3 separate regions of the Mus musculus genome follow, and regions 2 and 3 are each linked to region 1. Evidence: chromatin contacts called from public ChIA-PET and promoter capture Hi-C data. All regions are on one chromosome and are shown on one strand. The core of a region is the stretch at or near the end of the contact, and the rest is flanking DNA. Distances in the headings are between cores, read along the strand shown.

What was found. Promoter capture Hi-C pulls out the DNA fragments that hold promoters and counts their contacts. ChIA-PET counts read pairs in DNA pulled down with a chosen protein or histone mark.
Region 2: a promoter capture Hi-C map of liver shows a contact between it and region 1. The contact joins the promoter of Pmpcb here to the promoter of Gsap in region 1. A contact is called at or near these places in 6 of 39 promoter capture datasets (the 3T3-L1 cell line, the C10 cell line, hippocampal neurons and 1 more) and 1 of 115 datasets of contacts at active chromatin or transcription factors (pancreatic cancer cells).
Region 3: a contact with region 1 is called in an RNA polymerase II ChIA-PET map of effector CD8 T cells, with 6 read pairs. The contact joins the promoter of Napepld here to the promoter of Gsap in region 1. A contact is called at or near these places in 3 of 39 promoter capture datasets (the 3T3-L1 cell line, hematopoietic stem and progenitor cells and liver), 2 of 115 datasets of contacts at active chromatin or transcription factors (effector CD8 T cells and pancreatic cancer cells) and 1 of 9 other capture datasets (liver).

What each region holds. Positions count from the first base shown.
Region 1 is chr5:21,183,272-21,188,355 of GRCm38.p6, reverse strand. It overlaps Gsap (gamma-secretase activating protein), which reads right to left and starts at 2,089. Exons shown (of 31, transcript NM_175437.3): 1 at 1,897-2,089. The coding sequence starts at 1,993.
Region 2 is chr5:21,734,766-21,739,849 of GRCm38.p6, reverse strand. It overlaps Pmpcb (peptidase (mitochondrial processing) beta), which reads right to left and starts at 2,690. Exons shown (of 13, transcript NM_028431.2): 1 at 2,574-2,690; 2 at 841-981. The coding sequence starts at 2,672.
Region 3 is chr5:21,699,389-21,704,472 of GRCm38.p6, reverse strand. It overlaps Napepld (N-acyl phosphatidylethanolamine phospholipase D), which reads left to right and starts at 3,077. Exons shown (of 5, transcript NM_178728.6): 1 at 3,077-3,268.

The DNA of each region.
Region 1 (5,084 bases), core at 840-3,339:
GGTCCCTGACAACATTTCAACTTGCACTTTTTTTTTAAGTAGTGCCAAAGCAACACAAGACATTTAGTAAAGATGCTGGCTGGAATGGCAAACCCAGGGAGCTCCCAAATGTCACCCCCTCCCCTGTCTGCCAAGAGAAATGCTAAGTAAAGCTGGGTTCCCTGTGAAGCAGTGTTTCCCAGGAAATGCTTAGCCCTATGGGATTACACCTGTAAACTACAGATGACCCTGAAGCTTGAGGAGGGGGTGGGGTTGGAGCTCCAGAACTCAGCCTGATTTTGAAGAGTCGCATACTGAGTAAAACCTGACAGGCATTTTATTCTCTACTGTAATGCCTCACTGGATGCAGGTACTTGAGGGAAACTGAAGGAGCTGAACGTGCTTATTACACTGAGGGAAGGCTCTTCCTCAGAAGGACAGTCCACACTTGGAAAGGACAGTCCACACCTGGAAAGGACAGTCCACACCTGGAAAGGACAGTCGACACCTGGAAAGGACAGTCCACATCTGGAAAGGACAGTCCACACCTGGAAAGGACTGACTTCTGTGTTGTCAGTGAGCCTGAATCAATCTCACGATACTGAGAAGAGATTAAAGAAAAAAGAGAGCCTATGCTTTTATTCACTTGAAATTCAGATAAAAATGGGTCTAAAGCTACAAATAAAATGGAAAGAATGCTCTATAAATATTCAGACCTCCGAGGTACTCAGATGAAGAATCATGAGGTGCATACACACAAGCCCTCAACAGTCCTGCTACTGCTCACTTTGTAGCTGGATAATATATACATGGTTTCCTTTTAAATTACTATTTAGAGATGTTAAAGTATTTATGTTACTGTTTTGATTTTTTGTGAATATTTTCTCATTTTGTTTCAGGAGAAACCATACTCCCAAAGTTCAACACAGCACCAAGAGTAGGCACAATAATGAAACCTGGCCTCTTCCCCCTCAAGCTGTTGTTGACTCCATTTCCATCCTACAGCCACCTGTAGGGGAGGGGAGGGGAGGGGAGGGGAGGGGAGGGGAGAGGAGAGAAAAAAGAAAAGAAAAGAAAAGAAAAGAAAAGAAAAGAAAAGAAAAGAAAAGAAAAGAAAAGAAAAGAAAAACATATCTTAAATTACAGATGCTCTTCTTTTAAGTGAATCAATTCTGGGAACACACAAAAGTCATTTTCCACTTCCTCACCAGAAGAGCCTCAAGCATCAGAAACAAGTTCCAACTGACCTGGGAAGGCAGGAAGCTGAATATCCCTGCCTTGGTACTGCTTGCCGTGCAGGGGTGAGGTGAGGTGGGGTGGGGTGGGTTTAGGGGAGTGCTTGATGGCTCTTGAGCAAGCTGCTGCTTTGTCTTTAGAACCCGTGAACCCTCAGTTCCCTGCGTGCAGCCTGAAAGAGCACCCTACCCTCTCTACTCACATCTGATGGGAAATTCCCCCTAAGCCATCAGAGATACAGATTGTTCCACAGATACACAGAAAACGTCTTATTAACAAAAAGAAGAGAAAAGAAAAGAAAAAAGGTTAAACCACTGAACTCTCCTTTTTAAAAACATATTGACGCTAAGAATGGTCAGCATCCTCGCTGGGGCAAGCAATGTAATTGCTAAGATACTTAAATGGTCCTTTTTTGACCATCACGATTCATGCTGGTTAAGTCACCCTATACTTTGTCCTGATCCTAGCTGAGCCCAGGAGGCAAGCGAGAGGGAACCATCCCGCTACGCCACCTCCACCCCACCCTCCCCTCTCTGTGGTGACACATTGGGTACCACTCATTGCACAGGCTTGGGCAGCCCCAAGATGTGCCCGCAGGGACGGTGCCCCCTCAACCCAGAGCCTCTATGGGACTTCGGGTGACCAGCCCCGGCCGCCCCCTCCAGGACCCGCGTCCAGCACCTGCTCTGTCTCCTTCGTCCGTTGTCGCCGCCTGTGTGAGCAGACTCGGGAGCACGTCCTCCAGCACATCGAAGTGAGTGACCAGCCGCAGAGCCATGGCTCCCAAGCAGCAGCGGCGGGCATTCCGGGCGGGCTTACACCTCTCAGCCTACAACCACCTCTCCTTCCTCCCCGCCTCCCCAGGCTGCTTTCGGTTCAGGGTTCTGGGCGGTCCAGCCCCGAGGATCCCGAGCACCGCCCCTTCCAGGCCTACGCCGGGGAGCACTTCTCCCTACCCCAGAGACAACGCCTCCCCTGCCGCTGGCGCTGGCAGGGAACTGTGGCAGGGCCCGAAGGGGTGACAAAGCCAGCAGCTTCCAGACTGGACTTGGGGACAGCCGTGCGAAGCGGAGGGCAGGTTTTCTTTAGTCCCAGGTCATTCCCCCACGCAGCCACTTAGCTAGGGCCAGGTCACCTGAGGAGACTCGAGGTTACACAAAGGCAGCTGGCATACGGGCCAATTCTCCTTAGCTCTGCTGCACAGGGTGATGTTTCAGCTATAGTGTTTAGGTAATAAACAGCAGCAGGGAGTGGGTAAACTACAGGGTGCTGTTAAATGACACTAAGGACGGTTAGCTTAGCACAGTCTGGGTTCTCTTTACCTTTCAGTCATGCTTGAGGAAGCTGGCTTGTCCGCAAGTGGCCTCCCACGAGGTTTGTCTATAGGCACGTTCATTCTTCTTGGGTTCCTTCCCAAGTCCATCTATTCCACTATAAGTACGCCTGGTGTTTTCGTTCTATCACTCTGGCTTACTCTGCTTGAGGAGTGCTCAATAAACTTGGCCCTGTGAGATGCCATCCGTTCTGTACAGCAACAGCAGGTAATTACTGTTGCTAAAACTGAAATAGCCTTAGCCGACATAATGTCTCATGCCTATCAGCTTTGCACTTAGGAGACTAGCTTGGAGGTCATGGCCAGCTTGGGCTAGAGAATGAGTCCTGATCTCAAAAACAAACACTCAGCCAGCTCCATATCTCAAAGCAGAACACTGCCTAGTCTTTACCCAGTGCTGGTGCCTGGTAACTAGAACTTGAACTCCCAACTAATCTGGCTATTCATACGGATTCTGGTTATTCATACCTTCCTTCTGTTCAGTGGTTCTGAACCTTCCTAATGCTGCCACCGTTTAATACACCTCATGTTTAATACACCTCATGTTTAATACACCTCATGTTTAATACACCTCATGCTTAATACACCTCATGTTTAATACACCTCATGTTTAATACACCTCATGTTTAATACACCTCATGTTTAATACACCTCATGTTTAATACACCTCATGTTGTAACCAAACAAAAATGTTTTTCACTGTTACTTCCTAATTGTAATTTTGCTACTGTTATGAATCATAATGTAAATATGTGTTTTCTGAAGGTCTTAGATAACCCCCATGAAAGAGAATACCTACCCCTTTCGAGACTCACTGGTTGAGAACCACTAACCTAGAACAATCTCCAGTTGCTCCCAGACCTGGTTCCACACAACCTCTACAGCACAGCCCACAGTGACCTTCTTAACCCAAGAGTGGCATTGCTAATGGACTTCATTTCACCTGAGGTAGACTTTTGAGATTAAAAACCAAATCTGAGTCTTGAGATAGTTCTTCTGTCCCACCAATGGCCAAACAGGGCACCGTGGAAGAAAGTATAAATATTAGTAGTATTAGTAGCTTAGTGGTATTAATAGGCTATAAAATGCTTTTCTCTTACATCTCAAAATTAGGCTTTCACAACTGCAGGTACCAGAGTTACCTGAGGAACTGTCTTAGAGGGCAGAGTTTTCTGGCTTGGAACTGAACAAGGCTCAGAAGTGTTTCCCCTGAGTTTGAAAAACACTTGATAAGTGTAGAAGTCTTGATTTTCCTCTAGAGATTATCTCTCAGAGGAAGGTAGTAGCTAATTTGGAGTAGAATTCTATTGCTCACTACCACCATAACTTGCATATAATTTTAAGAGAAATTTAATGCTAATATTGATTGTGGATACAGGGGAAGATACTGGAGACATGAGGAGCCACTATAAGATTTTATAACAAATGGAGCCTGTTGATAGTTTACAGTCTTTATGTTTACAGGTTTGTTTTTGTCAAGTAAGATGGGCTGGTTATTTATGGGAAATAGCTTATTTAACAGATATATTCAATTTAAAGGTTCCACTCCACTATTTGAACTAAGAAAGAATTCTGAAGTTAAGATTCTCTTGCTTGTATAGAAACTGAAAATAACTAAGTTTAAGAAAAGTGAAGAGGCCAAGAAAGAATAACCAAGATGGGGGAAAGCTGTAGCCAAGTACCACAGAGCTGCTATGGATCACCATGGTCATTCAGAAACTTAAAATAAACCATGGTGGACCTTAAAATCAGATAAAATTAGAACCATAAAAATTATATACTTCAGGCACTGAACACAGGTATAATCATGGCCTAAATGTTTTAAGGGATCCAATGGCTTTCTGTCTCTACGGCAGGCAATCCATGTTGGGTACAGTAAATCTAACCAAGAATGCAAAGTTGAGGGGCTCATGGGCCCCATAAATGAACCTACTACCATTATTTTGCTAAATGGCATAGTAGCAAACAGCTTTCTAAGCTATACCCATACTCTCTGACCTCACCTGAGAAGTTTCTTTGTGCAGTAGATGGTGATTAATGCAGAAACACACACTCATCAAAGTGCAGAGAATGAGAGTCTGTGGCGTGCTCGGCTACAAGTGAGACATCTAGATCACTTCTTATCTCCCCAAAGCTTAAGGACCATTGAGGAAAAGCCAGAGGTGAGGATGGCTGGACATGACATGACTACTCTCATGACTTACTGCAGCTGTGGTTGGCTGCACAAGATCTCGACAAGATCAGCTAATCACCATTTCCAGCATAGAAGTGGGAAGGGGATACCCAAATTCCTCCAGGAGGGAGCTGGTTTCTCTGAAGTGCTGGCACATCTGTGAGCACAGGTAACAAAAGGGAAGATCAGCTAATCACCATTTCCAGCATAGAAGTGGGAAGGGGATACCCAAATTCCTCCAGGAGGGAGCTGGTTTCTCTGAAGTGCTGGCACATCTGTGAGCACAGGTAACAAAAGGGACCATCCCAGAGTCATCAGGACACAGGAACCAAGTAACAGCTGGGAAAGGAGCATTCATGTTTC
Region 2 (5,084 bases), core at 1,441-3,940, 550 kb before region 1:
ACTCACATGCACAGTCCCATAAAAAAAACAAAATTCAGTTTCTGGACACACAAGGTCATCTCATTCCTTTTTCTGGAAAATGTTTTCCAATCTGACCATGTCTCTTTGACTACAATGAAATGACAGTTCATTCCTATAACCTGAAACTTAATTTCCAGCAGGCTGTTACAAATATCAGACTCAGCCAGGTGGTGGTGTTATATGCCTTTAATCCAAGAACCTCAGAGTTCGAGGCCAGTCTAGTCCAGGGCTATACAAATAAACCCTGTCTTGAAAAAACAAAACAAAACAACAACAAAAACAAGTATCAGAGTCAAATTCTTAACATAGCTCATTTAGCACATCTAATTAATAACTGTGGAATAGACATCAGGGACTGTCAGAAAGTCAGGCTCAGATACAAGCATAAGCTTTATAACCTCAGATAGCCACGTGACTCTCCCTGAGCTTGTGTTGCTGACGGCCGTGGGAAAGTGGCCAGGCTCATGACCGTCAGAGGCAGATGTCAGCAGTGAGAGAAGGACATAAGCACTCGGTACCAAAGTGCACCTGGAAGGGAAGGTTCAAGCTCGGAGAACCCAGCCAACCAGAGAGCTGCAGCTGTGGCTGCTCCCTCCCAGACAAGGTGCCGACTAAAGACTGTAGCAGCCAGCCGGGCAGTGGTGGCGCACGCCTCTAGTCCCAGCACTCAGGAGGCAGAGGCAGGCGGATTTCTGAGTTTGAGGCCAGCCTGGTCTACAGAGTGAGTTCCAGGACAGCCAGGGCTACACAGAGAAACCCTGTCTTGAAAAAACAAAACAAACAAACAAACAAACAAAAAAGACTGTAGCAGTGACTTACTGTGCACGTTGAGAGCCCAGAGTTTTCAGAAGCTACTCTGAGTCCATTTTCCAAACATGTCACTTGTGTCTCGGGGACATTCAGCACAACCTGTGGGGCAGCCTGTGTGCTTCTTAGTCGGTCCCCTCCAAAGTACAACGGCTGACGGGAGGAGGAGGGAAAGAGAGAAAACATTACTGTCCTGGTGTTCAGTGTCAAACAAAACAACCTCAAACAGACTCATTCCAAAACCACTTTCCTAGCCCGGGGTGGATGTAATCTGCTATGTGTGTCTGTGTGTGTGTGTCATTGGCAGAAAGCGCGGAGAATGAGGTCCCAGTTCTGGTTCCACTGGGCTCTAGCAGTAGCCTAGGAAATGTTCCTTAACCAACCGCTCTGTCAAACAGGCAACACTTGAGAGAACATGCCTTTCTCTCCAAGAACGGGAGCAGTTAGCACATTACCCTTCAACAAGCACCCTGATTCAGCTACCTCTCCTACAGATGCTTCATATTCACTAAGGACAAAAAGTCAAGAAACTGAAATAACAATACAAAACTGACTGTGTAGAAGTGAGACAGACGGGATGCTCCTGTTCACAAAGGACAGACAGAAACAGGACAGATGCTTCAGAGGCTCTCGGGCCAACTGGTTTGACTACAGACGCTTCAGCAGCTTTTTCATGTTTTCATATTGAAATGAGAAAAACGTATTTCCTAAACCCTGACCCAAAAACCTGAGACTGACCTAACCGCCAGACACAGTGGTGGTTTGAATAGGAATGGACCACAGAGGCTCACAGATTTGAACACTTAGTCATCAGAGAGAGAGACTACTAGAAGGTTGGAGGAAGTGTGCCACTGGGGTGGGTTATAGGGTTTAAAATGCTCAAGCCAGGTCCATTATCTGTCTGTCTGTCTGTCTGTGTCTATCTCTTGCCAACCCAGATGTAGAACTCTTGGCTCCTTCTCCACCACGTCTGCCAGCACTCTGCCATGCTTCCTGCTCTGATGATGATGGACGAAACCTCTGAACTGTAAGCAGCCCCAGCTAATGTGTCTTCCTTTATAAGAGTTGCCATGGTCGTGGTTTCTTCACAGCCACAGCCACAGGTACTTAAGAAATGTGTACGAGCCCGCACTGTCCTGCTTCTGTGACCCAAAGGCTTTCTGCTCCCTGATCAAATAATACACCATGACCTGACTGTGCCCTACTGTGTAGGGGCAGGCGGATCTGAGGCCAGCCCGATCTACAGGGCAAGATCCAGGACAGCCAGAGATGTTACACAGAGAAACCCTGTGTAACAACGATGTCTCAAAATATCAAAACCAAAAGCAAACCCAACTTCAAATTCATAAAGCGCTTGTCCTAGTTTCCTTTTCTCGAGAGAGAACAGCCCGACATACAATAACATTGGTAATAGCAAACTAACAGACAGACAGACAGACACACACACACACAGAGAGAGAGAGAGATCCCTTTGGAGCAAGACAACTCTCAAATAAGGAAAACGCTGGGATAAAACTCGGATGAACTGAGGTTGACGCTGTCTGGTTTGGGTGTCCATGGGCTGAGGATGGCGCTGTCTGGTTTGGGGGTCCACGGCTCCTTTTCTTACCTCCCGCGGGTGGCGTGGAGGGGGAGCAGCCGCCCCGCCCCCTCTGCGCCCGGCCGCAGCGCCCCGGGATAGCGGATCCGGAGGCCCGGCCCAAAGCACACCGGGAGCCGCCGGGGCACGGCGGAGCGAGACTCACCTGAGCAGCGGCGCGGCGAAGCGGAAGCCTTCGTGTAAATCCCCACAGGCGCCGCCGGGCCTCTGGCAACAGCGTCCGGGATAGAGCGGCCGCCGCCATCTCTGCGGTGGAGAAAGTGGAGATGTACTTCCGGGTCATGACTCCAGGCCCCAGAACTAGAGGCTGGCTCCACCCTGTGGCGGCAGCAGGAATTGCAGTCTCTGAAATTCCTTTGATTCTGTGTCTGGGCTTAGAACCCTCAATCCCTTCACCCTTTGACTCCCTCCCCAGTTCGCTCCAAATAATCAGGTCTGTAGAAATGATGTGCAAGACACACAAGGGACAAAGTGAACGGAACATGTATCCCCAGGCGGTTGGAGTTAATCAGAGAGATCCAGTGCGGGAGGGACAGACACATTGAAGGATCTATCATGTTGGTCTTCGTTGTTCTAATGTTTATAGCGTTGCTTATTCTATTCCATAGGAATACCTTTGCCGAGATTGCTACTAAAAGACAGACGCTTTACAAACATAATCTTACATTCTGTTACCATGATTTAATGTTATTTACTTCCACGTCTTAGGGCTCTGCCAAAACAAACTGCTCTTACCCGTTCCTGGGTGCCTCTTTATCCACATACACTCTAATGAAACTAAAATTTGTCAAATAGCCACTTTAGCCAATTGTCCCAGGGTTTGAGGCTTAACGAAAATAGCAAGCACTTTTTAAAATTAAAGCTTTTTATTTAACTTATTATGGGGAGGGGGTGGGTGCATGCCACTCCAAGCTTGTGGAGGTCAGAAGACAACTTTATGCAATCAGTTGCCCCTTCTACCTTTGCATGAATTCTGGGGGTGGAACTCAGGTGGACAGGCTTGCACTGCAAGTGACTTTACCCGCTGAGCTGCCTGCAAGCCCCTAGCAAGCTCTTTTCTGTGAGGAAGCGACTATTACTTTGCTAATTTTACAGTGGGAACTGAGGTATTGGCTGCCTAACAGGCTGTTTAACACTAAAGAGTGTGCGCTGTAACTTTAGAAGTTGGAGTTCTGTCTAACTTGACCCCTTGTTGCCTAATACCTAATTTACATTATCGTTCAGGTATCCTTTTCCCACCCAGCCTCCTCTTTTAACTATTCACCATTTAACAACAAGACAGGAAAATCCGGGCCGGGCGTGGTGGCGCACGCCTTTAATCCCAGCACTCGGGAGGCAGAGGCAGGCGGATTTCAGAGTTCAAGGCCAGCCTGGTCTACAAAGTGAGTTCCAGGACAGCCAGGGCTACACAGAGAAACCCTGTCTCGAAAAGCCAAAAAGACAGGAAAATCCCTTGGGCGCCTCATTGTCAGTTTGTAGCTGTAATGGTGACAACCAGTCAAACGTCCAAACCAGGAACTCCATGTCACCTTTGGTTCCTGCCTCTGACTTTCCACTCTGACTTCTTGCTATTTTATCGATAGCCATTCTAAGTGTAGAAGTTTAGACAACTGCCCTCCAGCTGGCGGCGCTGTTTGCGAAGGTTGTGGAACCTTTAGGCAGTAGAGCCTTACAGTAGAAGGCATTGGGCACAGACTCTGGAGGTTTCATAGCCTGGTCCCACTTCCCGATCTCCCTGTTTCTGAGCTGTGATGCAGCTTGATAGCGCCTGTTCCTGTCGCCCTGCCTTCCCCATCACGGATGGATGGAAGCCCTCTGGAACTGCAGGTTATTTTATCACAGTGACAGTAAAAACAAAACAAAACAAAAACTAGAAAAAATGGAATCTCAACATAGTTTGAATTTGCATTTCTCTGAAAGCCGTGGGTCGTGAGCATTTTTTTGTTCAAATATTTGTTGGTCATTTGTACTTTTAAAATCTTTTTCCATTTTTGAATGTATGTGTCGTGCATATTTTTGGTGGGAAGGACCACCCGTGAATGCGTGTGTTTGGTGTGTGTGTGTGGTGTGTGTGTGCACGCGCGCGCGCGCGCGCGCACGTTACATGAGAAGGTCCCAAGCTAACGCTGGGAGTTATCCTTGACCACTCTCCTACCTTGTTCATGGAGTCAGAATCTCTCACTCAACCTGAGCTCACTGATACGGCTCGTCTCTCCAGCCGGTTTGCTCTGAGGATTCCCTGCCCACCCTCCATTTGTACAGTAAATATGTTCACTACGGAGCCATGGCCCTGCCCCCCGTTTCTGATTTTAAGGGAAATGCTTTCAGTTTTTCTCTGTTTAGTATAATGTTAGCTCTAGGCTTACTGACTGTATTATAGTCTTTATTATGTTGGAGTATGCGCCTTCTGTTCCTAGGAGGATCGTGAAGGAATTTCTGCATCTACTGACAAGGTTGTGTGGTTTCCATCATATTGCCTTTACAAGGTATATGTTTACTGATTTAAGCCATCCTTGTATCCATGGGATGACACCAGTTTAGTCATGGTACCCCATGGTTTAGCCTGTTGGTGAATTTGCCATGATCCTCTTGGAAACTTTATATCTATGTATCTGAGGATTTTTTTCTCTCATTTTTGTTGTTGTTTTGTCCTTAG
Region 3 (5,084 bases), core at 1,828-4,327, 520 kb before region 1:
GATATGTACCAATGCTTTTCTAGAGACATGGAAACCCAAGGTAGATGAGAAAAGTCAAGACAAGAAATGTTCCTTAATGGCTGTTTATGGAGAAACAGATAGACCCACACAGTTTGGTCTAGTCTGATCTTGGCAGGGAAGAAAGCTATATTCTAGTCTGTATGTGCTCACAGTAAATGCCATTCAACAATGCTTTAAAAATAATTATTACTGGATGTGTGCATGATATGTGTATGGGCATGTGTGCCATAGTGTATTTGTGGAGAACTGTGTCATTGGTTCTTGCCTTTCAGGGGCTGAATTATGTTGGCAGGCTTGCATGGCAAGCACCTTTGCCTGGTGAGTCCCCTTGCTATCCCCAACACTTTTGAACTGTGCATTTCAGGTGATTAGGATAGTGAATTTTCATGTGCTTTTTTTTTTTTTTTTCCTTTTTCACCATAAAAAGCAGCAGCATTTCTATGAGAGTTGAAACTGTTCTTTAAAAAACCTTGAAACAAATGGAAACTATGGGCTTTTGCCAATAGTTGCTGACTAATGGTCCAAAACAGAACAACTAGCCACTGTTATCAGCACCCTCCCCTCCTTTATCAATTACCCCCGTTGTTTTAGATGAACAGAACAGTACAACTACAGTGGCGGATTGGGACTAAGTACTTGGGAGGTAGAAGGGAGATTTTCTCACGTCAAAGATAGTTAATTTTAAAAAGTGATTAGAATTTAGTTGTCTAAGTATCTTCCTGTCATCTCTTGGCAGTATACATGTGTTTTACATATTTTAAACAATTTTCTATTAATTCTTTGAGAATTTCATACAACATATTTTTAATAAATTCACTTCCCCCATTCTGCAACTCTTTCCCACTCAACTTTGAGATTTCTTTTTTCCCTTGCCTATATTTTTTAATAGTTAGGAAATCTTTGAGTTGGTAGCTCCATAAATACAGATCTGATATTAAAGTCTTCTAGAAATAATTCTCTAGTGTTGGCCTTCAGGAAAAAAAATTACATTGGTCATTAGCTACTTTTAGGGACTTGTGTAAATTTACTCATCTTTATTAAAAATGAGCAATTCAGAAAACGAAGAGTTAGCCTTACGTTCTGAGTGTTCCACTTCCTAAGAGAGACATAAATAGGAAAGGCAAATAAAACTCACTCAGTTCAGCAGGTCAGAGTCTAAAATTAAACCATGAGTAAAACGCTTAGGGTGCAATGTTCATTCTGTCCTAAGTGAAGGAGAACAAACTGGAGAGGGTTTGCTCTGCAGGATAGAATTTGTTGTACTGATTTGCTTCCTTTGGTTTCTCTAGGGAAAACAACGAATTCTTCCATAGTTCTGAAACTTCTGTAGTGTTTGCTGGGTTGGGAAAACAAACCTTACTGCATACTGTGATCCTTCCCGACACACACTGGCCTTGCTTATCTAAAACACTAGCTCCCTGAGGACTCCTCTCTCCACCATGCTAAGAGGCACTCCATTTTCATTTTCTGACTCATAGACTCATATCTTGTGCTGAGGTAACTACTCTGTGAACATGGCGGCATGTCAAACTAAACCTTTTACTTTTGTATGAAAATGCTATTGTGGTTGTGAAACCCAGAATATTTCTTCTTAGAAGAGTCAAATGATTTAAGCATTATTGTATCAGAAATTTATCCAAACAGCATGACAATGCAGACCCATTTTTTGTGTATATAAAATGTGTTCACAGTGACTGATGGAATAAGGGCAAGAAATGACATGTTTAAAGTTCCCTAGCAAGGATGCTAGGAATCGAAGCAGTAATAGCAGTCTGTCCTTTGGGGTTGAATTTGAAGTGTGTCTTCCCTTCTTTTTTAAAATTTGCTAATGCATGTCGAGAATTATTCAGCCCCACCCAGGCGCAAAAGAGCTATCAGGAATAAACTTTAAACTTTTGCTAGTTTTACACTTAAAACTAGCAAAAGGAAAACAATCAGTTACAACTGCAAACTACCCTGAGGAAATCAAGTATACATCGATAGTGTCCTGCAGTATTAGATAGCTATAGTCACTTTCTAAATGCATTATAGTTTGGTTTGCATATTCCTAGCGTATCTGTACTAATGCCTGGTCTTTCTTTTCTTTTTGCTAACACAATCTCAGACACAATCTATTTAGTTCTGGTCTATGAATATATCTCACAAAGACCTTCAAGAGTATTTAAACTGTCAGCCTATCTATTTACCATTGAATTCTGTATGACTTTGCAAGTTATCTCTTGAAATAATTTCAACCAGTTAAGAATTTCAGAATTGTAATTTTATGTTTTGATCTTATCCTGAGATTTCAAAAAGCCAGACATTTAGAACATTATATGCCGAAGGCTGACATAATTTAAAATGTAACTGAGTACACAAGGTAGTGGAGCCATTTATACTCAGTACTCACTATATATAATCAGTGTCTGTAACCGAGCTCTTTAGTCAAGACTGTCAGTGCTGTTGTACATAGTGGGCCACGACAGGCACATTGGGCAACCAGATTCTTCTGGGTTTAGCAACTGTCAAGGAATGAGCTCACGTGACCTGGAAGGCTGGGAGCCAAACTGGTCAGAGAGCTTTGCGGTATCAGTTCTGCTCGCTGCGCGGACTTTACCAAGATGGCCTCGAGGCCTCTGCGCCTCTGTCCTCCGGGGCAGCCATCTTGGTAAAGGCCAGGCAGGGGGTGGCTCCCGGTATGACCCGGCTGCAGCCTGGGACCGCATGGTCAGAGACGACCGCCACCAAAGATGGGGAGGCGGCGCGTGCTGAGGCGCTGCGTGCAGCTGTTGGTGTCCTCAGCGGAGCTGGGGTGGCCGGGCCGAGGGAGGAGAGACGCGGGAGGAGGGCGTAGAGCGGCTGGGCCCGCAGAGCCGAGGCCCTCAGGCGAGGAGACGCGACGCAGCGCGCGCCTGCCTGCGCTCCGCGCAAGGTGAGCCCGCCCCTTCGCTCCACCCTCGCAAGATGGCTCCGCCCCTCGAGCTTCCGCTCCGTCCAGCAGCCTCGCTTCATCCCGCCCTCTAACCAACTCCGCCCCCCGCCTTCCAGCGCCGCCCACCGGCATGGCCCCGCCCACATACAGCGCGCCGCCTTCCCGGGAACCTGAGCGCCTGCGGGTGAGCCTCCCTGCTGTTAGCCTGGATCTTCGCGGGAGGCGGTTCGGCGACCGCGGTTCCTTTTCGTTGGTTTGCTCCTTAGTCTCGATATCTGCGTGGAACAGCCTTTCTGGGGCTGTTCGGATACCTCGGTGAAGTGCAGCGGGTTTCGAGTAGGTTTCTAGCACCCAAGCCCTGCCTCCTCCTGGAGATGCACTTGTGAGTGGCAGGCTTCTTTTGAATTACCGCACCTCTGGAGTTGCGGAGCTTGCATCTCTGGATCCGCTTACGTGAAGAGCCACCGCGTTTTTAGGCGCCCAGAGGGAAGTAGCTGTATTTGGGATTTAAGATCTACCCTTCCTGCTGCAGACTCCCTGGTTACAGCTCCACGATAGGAATACAAGTGGGTGTATCTTCATTTGGTTGTATGTAAATGAATGGGGTCCACAACTTGCTCAGAGCAACTTATTTCAGCTTCGGTGTAGTATTTATGTCCTAAAAAAATCCATCCCCAAAGCATTATTGCCGTTTTTCTTAAAGTAAGAGTAACTTATTTAACCACAGAATGAATAAAAGTACGAGGCGGGATTAGAGAAGGATGGCAATAGACCTTTTTCTTTCTTTTCTTTTTCCTTTTCTTTCTTTTGTACTGTGTTTGCTCATTAGATCGGCTATTCTTGATGGCGGTTCATATGGACTCCTCTTCCCAAGGAGCGCGGTATGAACCCGGTTGTTGTGAATATGCGTTCAAGGTCTCCAGTGGAACCTGGATAATGTGTACTAACAGTCAGACCCAGAAAACATTAAGGGATTGAGAAAAGTCAACAACATAAAAAAAAAAAAGTCTGGGATTCTTGCTTTGCCCTTACTGTAGGCTGTTTATACGTTGTTATGCTGTGACTTGCATGGGTGGTTTTGGCTTAGCATGAAGTCAGAAAGCCACTTTTGCAACACACTTCTCTTAAATTAAGAAATAATTTTCATCTTTATTAACAGATGGACGTATAACAGTTCTGTTTTGTCACATTGGGTAGAAGTTAGTGGTAACAACATGATTTAGAAAGAAGTTACATAATCTTTAAAAGGGTGATTACTTGTATCTTACAACAGTCTAATTAAAAAAAATAGTTTGATTTTTGTTGTAAGGAAATGTTAGCTCTGTTAAAGATTTAGGGCAAAAATGTGCATTTAAAATCAGAATCTAAGAGGAATCGAGGGTTTGAAATGGGTGTAAGTCAATTGGAAATACAGTCATAATTTTCAAAGATTTTATTTTGTTAATATTTTTACAGGCTTCATCCCTTCACGAATTATATAGCAAGTGTCCAAGAGACAAACATCTCTAGTGTATTTATCATGTTTCCTTTTCCACCCACAATTCCAAACTCGATCAGACAGATTCTGATTCCAAAACTGATGATTTTTTATTTTTTATTTTTATTAGATATTTATTTACATTTCAAATGTTATCCCCTTTCCAGGTTTCCCCTCCAAAAACCCCCTATCTCCTCCCTCCTCCCCGTGCTCCCCAACCCACCCACTCCCGCTTCCTGGCCCTGACATTCCCCTACACTGGAGCATAGAACCTTCACAGGACCAAGAGTCTCTCTTCCCATTGATGACCAACTAGGCCATCCTCTGCTGCATATGTGGCTGGAGTCATGGGTCCCTCCATTTGATCTCTTTGGTTGGTGGTTTAGTCCCTGGGAGGTCTAGGGGTACTGGCTGGTTCATTTTGTTGCCTCCTATGCAAAACTGTTTTCTAATGTTTGTTCAGTGGGACTGTTTAAAGACATTTTAACGTAAGGGTTCTGTCATAAGGTCAGGGATGTTTTATTGGAAAAGGTTTTGGTTATACTTTAGTTCTTTGAGTCACTCCTACCTATTTGTTTGAAAGAAGTCTTATATTCTTTTAGGTATTTAGAAAGCCAAAGGGATTTTTGTGGAAATTTAGTTTATATTTTCACTTTAGTTTGTTTTCTGTGTGCA